Linked DNA regions of Sus scrofa: region 1 is linked to region 2. A link is a contact called in public Hi-C data. All regions are on one chromosome and are shown on one strand. Each heading gives the region's core, a stretch centred on a gene start, on an enhancer-like site or on the middle of the called end of the contact. The rest is flanking DNA. Distances are from core to core; before and after follow the strand shown.

Region 1 (4,335 bases), core at 862-3,361, 35 kb after region 2:
CGGTTGCCGCCTGTGCTTGAGGCCATGCAGTTCAGCTGATGGATTTGCCAGGCCCTCTGCAGCTTTCCCAAACCTGGGGCAATTTTCTCTCTCCTGCCTCGTTTACACAGGGCTCCTAGTTCAGCCACAACCAACAAAATGGCTACAGTCTAAAGTTTCAGTATTTCAACACCATCAAGCCCCCCTTCTTCCAAAAGTCTGCTTAGAACAGAAGTTCTCAACTCTTCGCATTGGAACCACCTGAGGAGCTTGTATAATGACTGATTCTAGGACCCCATCCCAGAGATTCCTTTTTTTTTTTTTTCTTATTTTTAGGGCTGCACCTGTGGCATGTGGAAGTTCCCAGGCTAGGGGTCGAATCAGAGCTGCAGCTGCCAGCCTATGCCACAGCCACAGCAACGATGGATCTGATCCTCATCTTCGACCTACACCACAGCTCACAGCAACGCCAGATTCTTAACCCACTGAGCAAGGCCAGGGATGGAACCCACAACCTCATGGTTCCTAGGCGGATTCGTTAACCACTGAGCCACGACGGGAACTCCAACCATCCCCTCCTGTTGGCGTGATAACTCTTCAACATTGGAGTCGTGGACGGCAAGTTTCCCTACGAAGATCTTAAGGTCTGATCCCTGCACTCAAAAAGCAGGAGTGCATGTGTGTGATAAAGCTCTCGTGGTGCCAAGGACGCAGTGGAGTTCAGAGGATGCCTTGATCAGCTTCACCTGGGGGGTTGGCAAAAAAAGAGACTGTGATGCTTCTGGCTAGAAAGCAGGAGGCTCACAGCTGCCCCTAGCCCAGCCCATTAAGGAGACTCTGCGTCTTCAACTTACAAGTTCCTACCAACTGGGCACCTGTGGGGGCAGGAGGAGGGGACACTGGACCAGCAAGAGTTTCAAGACGCAGCTCTGAGAAGTTTCCATTTAAAAAGCTAAGCTTGGAGTTCCGTCGTGGCGCAGTGGTTAACGAATCTGACTAGGAACCATGAGGTTGCGGGTTCGGTCCCTGCCCTTGCTCAGTGGGTTAACGATCCGGCGTTGCCGTGAGCTGCGGTGTAGGTTGCAGACGCGGCTCGGATCCCGCGTTGCTGTGGCTCTGGCGTAGGCCAGTGGATACAGCTCCAATTAGACCCCTAGCCTGGGAACCTCCATATGCCGCGGGAGCAGCCCAAAGAAATGGCAAAAAGACAAAAAAAAAAAAGCTAAGCTTGAGTTACTGAATGAGGATCATGCCTCCGGTTCTTGAAGCACCTCCTCCCTCTTTCCAGGAGAGGTAATCAGGAGTTCTGTTTTGTCTGGGACACATCCCCACTTAGGAAAGGCCAGAACCTGGTCCCAGGGGATAGGGCTGAGCACCTCATCTCGCCTGGGCTGCCCTTGGGTGTCCTTAGAGCTGTTGAGCCTTTGGTGGTGGTTGTTTTGTTTGTTTTGGCCATGGCATGTTGCGGCTTGACGTAGGATCTCGGTTCCCAGACCAGGCATTGAACCCTGGGCCACAGCAGTGAAAGCAATGATTCCTAACCACTACACCACCAGAGAGCTCCCGGAGCTGCTCAGCCTTTGAGTAAATCGAGGAACCCAAGAGTTTGGGCTCAGAGGCCTGGAAGGCACATTTCAACCTAAAAAAATCCCACCCACGCCCTTCCTCTTCTCGTTCTGCACCCACCCAACCTTGCCCACTGCACCAGGCCCCCAAAGATGCAGGCCCTGCCTTCACAGATCTTGTGATCTGGGGCCCCAAACATGCAAGCAACAGGAAATTCAGCCCCTTGTGGTCTGGCTAGAGGTTGAGGAACCCACCAGGCATCATGCCAACCTGTGCCCTACCCCTGCCACTCCAGATAGGGACAGCGTGCACCCAGCTGGCTCTAGGGGGCTTTGGGGAGGGGGCCGAGTGGGGAGGGAAGTGAATCCAATCAGGAGTCCAGTCCTCGCCACCCTCCTCATGAGTCTGCTTCCACCCTAGTCGCTTTACCTACTCTCCTGAGTATAGGAGAGGCCGCCCTGTGGTTCAGCCTTAGGCCTTTCTTTTCGAGCAGCGGTCAGCCCTGCTCAGAGGTCAGGCGACCCTGCTGGCTGCTGCTTTCTGGACTGGTTTCCCAACACTGTCGTCTCAAGGAGCCAAGCCGGCCCTGGGCCTGTGGCCTCACATGTGATAGTTTCAGGAACCCTAGGCCCTGGTTCCCCTTCCTTGACCCATGGTTCTTGCCTGGAAGCGTGAACCTAAAGTCCCCATGCATTCAACCGGTCAGACCTCAAGAACGTCCTTGAGCAGCGTGGCTGCCTTTCAGGCAAGAAACTGAGCCGTAAGGAGTTCCTGCTGTGGCGCAGTAGGTTAAGGACCTGGCATTGTCTCCATGCCAGCTCAGTTTTGATTCCTGGCCACCACAGTAGGTTAAGGATCTGGTGTTGCTGGCATAAGTCAAAGCTGTGGCTCAGATTCAATCCCTGGCCCAGGAGCCTGCCAAAAAAAGAGAGAGAAAAAGAAAGAAACTAAGCCGTGAAATTGGATTCCTCTTGGAATCTTGGGTCCTCTGCTGACAGCTACTTGTTCTTTCTGTGCATCAGTTTCCTTGTCTATAAAATGGTCTTTAAAATTATGGAGCGCCTGTTGTGGCTCAGCAGATTACAGACCCGTCTACTATCCATGAGGATTCATGTTCGGTACCTGGCTTCGCTCAGTGGGTTCGCTCAGTGGGTTAAGGATCCGGCGTTGCCGGGAGCTGTGGTGTAGATCACAGACATGGCTCAGATCCCACATTGCTGTGGCTCTGGCGTAGGCAGCAGCTGCATTTCCAATTTGACCCCTAGCCTGGGAACCTCCATATGCTGCAGGCACAGCCCTAGAAAATAAGTATTCACAAAAGTATGTGCAGCTATATGTGTTTACCTATATACCAAGTCGTTTTTAGTGAGGGTAGGGGGCAGTTTTGCCCCCCTGGACGTTTGGCAGTGTCATCTCTGGGTATTAAACAGGAGAGGGGGGTGTTCAAGTCATTTAGCGGGGAGAGACCAGAGATGCTGCTGCATATCCGATAATATAGGGGCAGCCCCTGCAATAAAGAATTACCTCCCCTTTCTCCTGGCTGGCAGCACAGGGGCCCCATGATGCCTGGAGTTACTGTAAAAGGCGTGAACCAGTGGGAGTCTGGAGCTCTGCCAGCCTTCCTCAAGAGGTCCAGGAAGCTGAACGGCCCTGAATGGGTGGACCCTGTCAAGCTGGCCAAGCATACAAAGCCGACGCCCTGTGATGAGAACTGGGTCTTCTGCAGCACAGCAGCTGGACCTCCGGGGCCGCGCTGGGGACCCCTCCATCACTAGGATCTTTGGGGGATGTCAGAGAAGCAGTGTCCTGCTTGACCACTCAGCACAGGCTCCAAGAATGCCACCGGGTCCTCCAGGTCCTGGAAGGGCTGAGAATGGTGGAAAAGGACCAAGATGGGGGCTACAAATGGGCACATCTGGAACAGAGAGATCTGGACAGAATCACTTGGCAGGTGGGAGCTGCCAACAAGAAGCATTACAACAAGTGATGCTGAGTTAATAAATTGCCTCATTTGTAAAAATAAATAAATAAATAAATAAATAAATAATCAAAACATCCAGCCCTAAACATCAGTGGTGTGGAATTTGAAAAACCCTGCCACATACACATAAGGGGAGGGGTGTCAACTATTTCTTTTAAGAAACAGAATCACTTGCATTTTAGCCCCTCTGAGAGGTAAGCAATGGCATCTCAATTTAATTTGCAATTCCCTATTAATAATTCTGAGCATGTGTTCTCTTGTGACACAGTGGGTTAAGATTCCGAGTTTCACTGCAGCATCTTGGATCACTGCTGTGTCTCGGGTTTGATCCCTGGCTCAAGGACCTCCACATGCTGTGGGAGTGGCCAAAAAAAAATCTGAGCATCTTTTCATAAATGTTTTGGCTAGTCTGACTTACATTTATGAGAACTGTCTATTTGTATCCTTTGCTCTTTTTTCTATCGGTTGGTTTCTATTGACCTTTACTGTCAGTTTTTTTCCTTTTTTTTTTTTTTTTTTTCCTTTTTGAAGCCACACCCAAGGAATTTGGAAGTCCCCAGGCCAGTGGTTGAATTAAAGCTGCAGCTGCCGGCCTATGCCACAGCCACAGCCATGCCAGATCCAAGCCCCATCTATGACCTACACCACAGCTTGCAGCAGTGCCAGATCCTTTAACCCACTGAGCAAGGCCAGGGATTGAACCTGCATCCTCATGGATACTGGATGTGTCCTTAACCCACTAAGCCACAACAGGAACTCCTACTGTCCATTTTAAAGAACTCATTTCTTACAGATATGGATAAGCCTTT
Region 2 (3,901 bases), core at 1,383-3,882:
TTTCATTTTCAGATCGTTCATTGTATGGACACACAGTTGAATTTTGAATGTTGATCTCATGTCCTTCTGCCTCACTGAAGTCATTTTCTAGCTCTAATAATTTTTTGTGGATTCCTTGGGGTTCTCTCTGCATGAGGTTGTGTCAGCTGCAGTTAGAGGTCATTTTCCTTCTTACTGTCCAATCTGGAAGCCGTTTATTCTTTCCAGGCCTGATGCCCCAGCTGGAGTCCCTAGAATGTTGTTGAATGGAAGTGACAAGAGCACACGCTCTTTTCTTGTTTCTGACCTTAGGCAGAAAGCGTCGCCTTTGATGGTAGCTGTAGGTTTTCCATCAACACCTCCCCGTTATTAGCTTGATGATGTTTCCTTCTATTAATGGGCTGTTTGGTATTTTTATCATGAAAGTGTGTTGAGATTGTCAGATGCTTTTTCTGCTCCCTTGATTTTACAGACGAGGTGACAGGTCACATCCTCCATCCTTAGTTGGTTGGATATGTATGTTTTTGTTACCTTTCTCTCAGGGTTTCCATTCCTGACCATGCCCAGCTGGTGGTCTGCGCTGTGCATGTGGCACTGTGGTTGAAGGCCACTGGTGGTCAGCATCCCAGGAAAGTCACCCCCCTCTCCTGGCAGTGCCGACCTTGTGAAGGACGAGGGCCATGACCTTCCCGGTCGTTTTCTGTTGAGATAACAAAGAGATGCTGTTGTCAGTTTTCCCCCGGCTTCTGGTGCACATTCATGAAAAGGCAGCTGCTCTCATAACTGCCCTGATCCCATAGAGACGCTGCTTTGGGGGGCCTTCAACAGCCACACAAAGAGCTGTTGAAGCCAGCTGATGGCTCCCAGCCCTCCTCAGCCCTGGTAGCCTGTTAGACCAGGCTGCCTGCCCCAGCCTGCTGTGTCTTTGGGAATGTGTGCTCTTGGCCTCTCTGGAGCTGACACATGGTTATCTCTCCCCCCACCCCCACCCCTGAAAGGGTTTTCTGTGGAGCAGTTGCTTGTTAGAGAGCAGTTGCCTCTCTCTGGGGGCCTCCTATGGCCTCCCGTTAGCAGCTGCGTGTGGAATGGGCAGCCATATTGATGGGCCCAGCTGGGCAAGGGAAGGAATCCCTAGCCTTTCAGAAGCCATAATTAATCCCAGTCAACAAAATTGATTTCCGAAGTTCCTGCTGTGGTCCAGCAGGTTAAGAACCCGGCATAATGTCTGTGAGGATGCAAGTTCGATCCCTGGTCTTGGCGTGGTGTAGGTCACTGATGTGGCTCAGATACTGAGTTGCTGTGGTGTAGGCCAGCAGCTGCAACTCCAATTTGACCCCTAGTGTGGAAACTTCGGTATACCATGGGTGCAGCCGTAAAAAGGAAAACAATATATATTAGCTCTATAAACAATATATATTAGCTCTGTAAAACAATATATATTAGCATAGTTCTAATATATATATTAGAACTGTGCGGGAGCCATGGGGCGGCCAGGTGGTCACATCACCAGGGTGCCCTGTGCTGTGCTCCATACGGAGACTCTGTTCCATGGTGCTCCCTGCTCGGCTGGTTTTAATAACTACTTCTAAAGTACCAGTCCTTCTTGTCATTGTCGGGAGGCTTATTCTCTGTGGTATGTATGTATGTGTTATATATGTATTTTTGACCTCGCGTGTGGCACTCCTTGCACCACAGCAGTGACCCGAGCCACAGCAGTGACAATGCCAGATCTTTGCTGGGTCACCAGGGAACTCTCTTTGCAGCATTTATTTAGCCTCACTGTCCAGACCAGGATCTGGAGCAAGTGATCCTGTTAAAACTTAAATCAGTGTGTCACTCCTGTGATCATAACTTTCCTTCTTACCCTAAACTGAAAGCCTCTGCCTGAACCATGCGCTCCTGTTTTTCCCCTTTCTTTTTGTCTTTTTAGGGCTGCACCCGCGGCATATCGAAGTTCCCAGGCTAGGGGTCACATTGGAGCTGCAGGTTCTGGCCTACGCCACAGCCACAGCAACTCCAGATCCTTAACCCACTGAGTGAAGCCAGGGATCAAACCTGTGTCATCATGGTTACTGGTTGGGTTCTTAACCTGCTGAGCCACAATGGGAACCATGTGCTGTAATCTCTGTGGGGCTCTGTCCTCTTCTGGCGAGGCCTTCCCTGCCTGTCTTATTTAAAATACCAAAGACTCTCTCCCCCTGCTCTACTCTGGGTCTTCCTTCCCCGATTTATTTTCCTCCACAGTTTGGCTCTCCTCAAGATGGAGGCTCCGCTGAGGGCAGAGCCTGTTGTGGTCACTTCTCCCCCAGCGCCTACCTGGCTCATGGTAAGCACTCGATAGAGCTCAATAACTGCTGAGTGAACGAATGCATCTTCTCTGTATCCTACAAAGGAGCAGTGCTAAGGCCTGGACAGCATTGCCCACAGTCCACAGACACTGGAACACTCCCTTGTCCCCGCGGCTTCGCTGCAGGCCAAGCCCAATTCTCATTTGGATGCCTCGGGCCTGCTCTGTGAAGCTCTTCAGAGGGAAAACTCTGGGTTCTTCGTCTTTGCATCCTTTCTTCTCTGGCGCCCTGGCAAGTCAGAGCTGTTCTGTGGGAGGATGTTGCTGACTATGCGTGATCATTGTCGCCTGCTTTGAGGTGGCCTGAAAAGGAAGGAGGCCTCTGACATCCTGTCAGGGCCTGACGTGGCAGCTGCCTTTCCCTGGCAGAGGGCAGCATCTCTCTCAAGCCTGCTGTCTTTGTCCACCTTTTTACCACATACCAATTTAGAATCTTTCTTCACTGTGACCCCTCAGCAGTATCTTTTCCTTTCCTTCCTTTGGTCTATTCAGGAACTTAATTTTCTACTCCTAAGCTCCCTCCTAAGTCATGTAAACAGAAGAATTAAAAACTGAGATCAACTTGTCCCACAGAGGTGAAACTGTCCACCCTTTTTTGTTTTGTTTTGTTTTTTGCTTTTTTCTGCTTTACTCGCAGCTCATCGGAGTGGAGTTGTCCCCTTTCAGGATGAAGAGGGACCGGCAGTCCTAAAAGGAAACATCTCAGCTTTTCTTTCGACCACCAGCTTTGTCTTCTTTTTCCCCTCCAGGTCGTGTCCACGCTGCTCATCAACATAATCCCGGAGGACCAGATCCCACTGAACTTATTGGGAAAGGCAAAGATTGGTGGCAAAGCTTGGGTGAAGGAGGCTCCTCGGCCCGTTCCCGGCTTTAACCCCAACTTGATGTGCGAGTCCCAGGTGTGGCTGCCTGCCCCAGCTGCATTGGCTACAGACTTCTAGTTCTGCGTTTAAGCAAATTGATTTAAAACCATGGCAGGGACATGGAGGCACGTGTGCAGGAAGGGGAGTCCTGCCTCAAGGGAGGGAGTCGGACCCAAGCTGTGCTGACTTGGGTCAACCACTAGTATTTGGCTCTCAGTAGAAAACTCATAACCAGGAGTTCCTGTTGTGGCTCAGTGATAACTCACCCGACTAGTATCCATGAGGATGCGGGTTCAATCCCTGGGCTCACTCAGTGGGTTAAGGATCTGGCATTGCTATGAGCTATGGTGTAGGTCACAGACATGGCTCAGATCTGGCGCTGCTGTGGCTGTGGCTGGCAGCTGCAGCTCTGGTTTGACCCCCTAGCCTGGGAACCTCCATATGTCACAGGCACGGCCCTAAAATAAATAACTTATAACCAGTTTGAGAAGGCTTCTCTAGCAGAAGCCTCTGACCTCGATTCTGCCAAGCTTGACAGTGCAGACCCTGTGTTTTTCCCTGAGACCCCAGAGTGGCTGGATACCCTACCATGAGGTTTGACACCTCCCAGCTCCAGGCCTCGGAGGCAGCCCCAAGGCAGAGAGGGGGACTGTGGCCCCCACACTAAAGATTGCCAAGGCCTGCGTGTGCCTTGTGGGGGCATATCCCCCAG

The links. Hi-C and Micro-C count contacts between places; a contact is called where the count stands out from the background.
Region 1: a Hi-C map of liver shows a contact between it and region 2, with 2.3 times the contacts expected there. The contact joins two enhancer-like sites. A contact is called at or near these places in 1 of 5 promoter capture datasets (liver) and 2 of 47 Hi-C or Micro-C datasets (blood and liver).

Annotation. Positions count from the first base shown.
Region 1 is chr3:58,752,945-58,757,279 of Sscrofa11.1, forward strand. It overlaps the pseudogene LOC110259988. Among named protein-coding and RNA genes, the nearest start is that of POLR1A, 85 kb to the left of the region's middle. Within about 2 kb of position 2,112, at least 14 of the 83 cell types and tissues checked have an H3K27ac peak or open chromatin away from gene starts, as enhancers often do. A contact at or near this core is called in liver, where this site is marked.
Region 2 is chr3:58,717,014-58,720,914 of Sscrofa11.1, forward strand. POLR1A (DNA-directed RNA polymerase I subunit RPA1) reads left to right here. Exons shown (of 34, transcript XM_005662406.3): 15 at 3,076-3,225. Among named protein-coding and RNA genes, the nearest start is that of POLR1A, 49 kb to the left of the region's middle. Within about 2 kb of position 2,633, at least 10 of the 83 cell types and tissues checked have an H3K27ac peak or open chromatin away from gene starts, as enhancers often do. A contact at or near this core is called in liver, where this site is marked.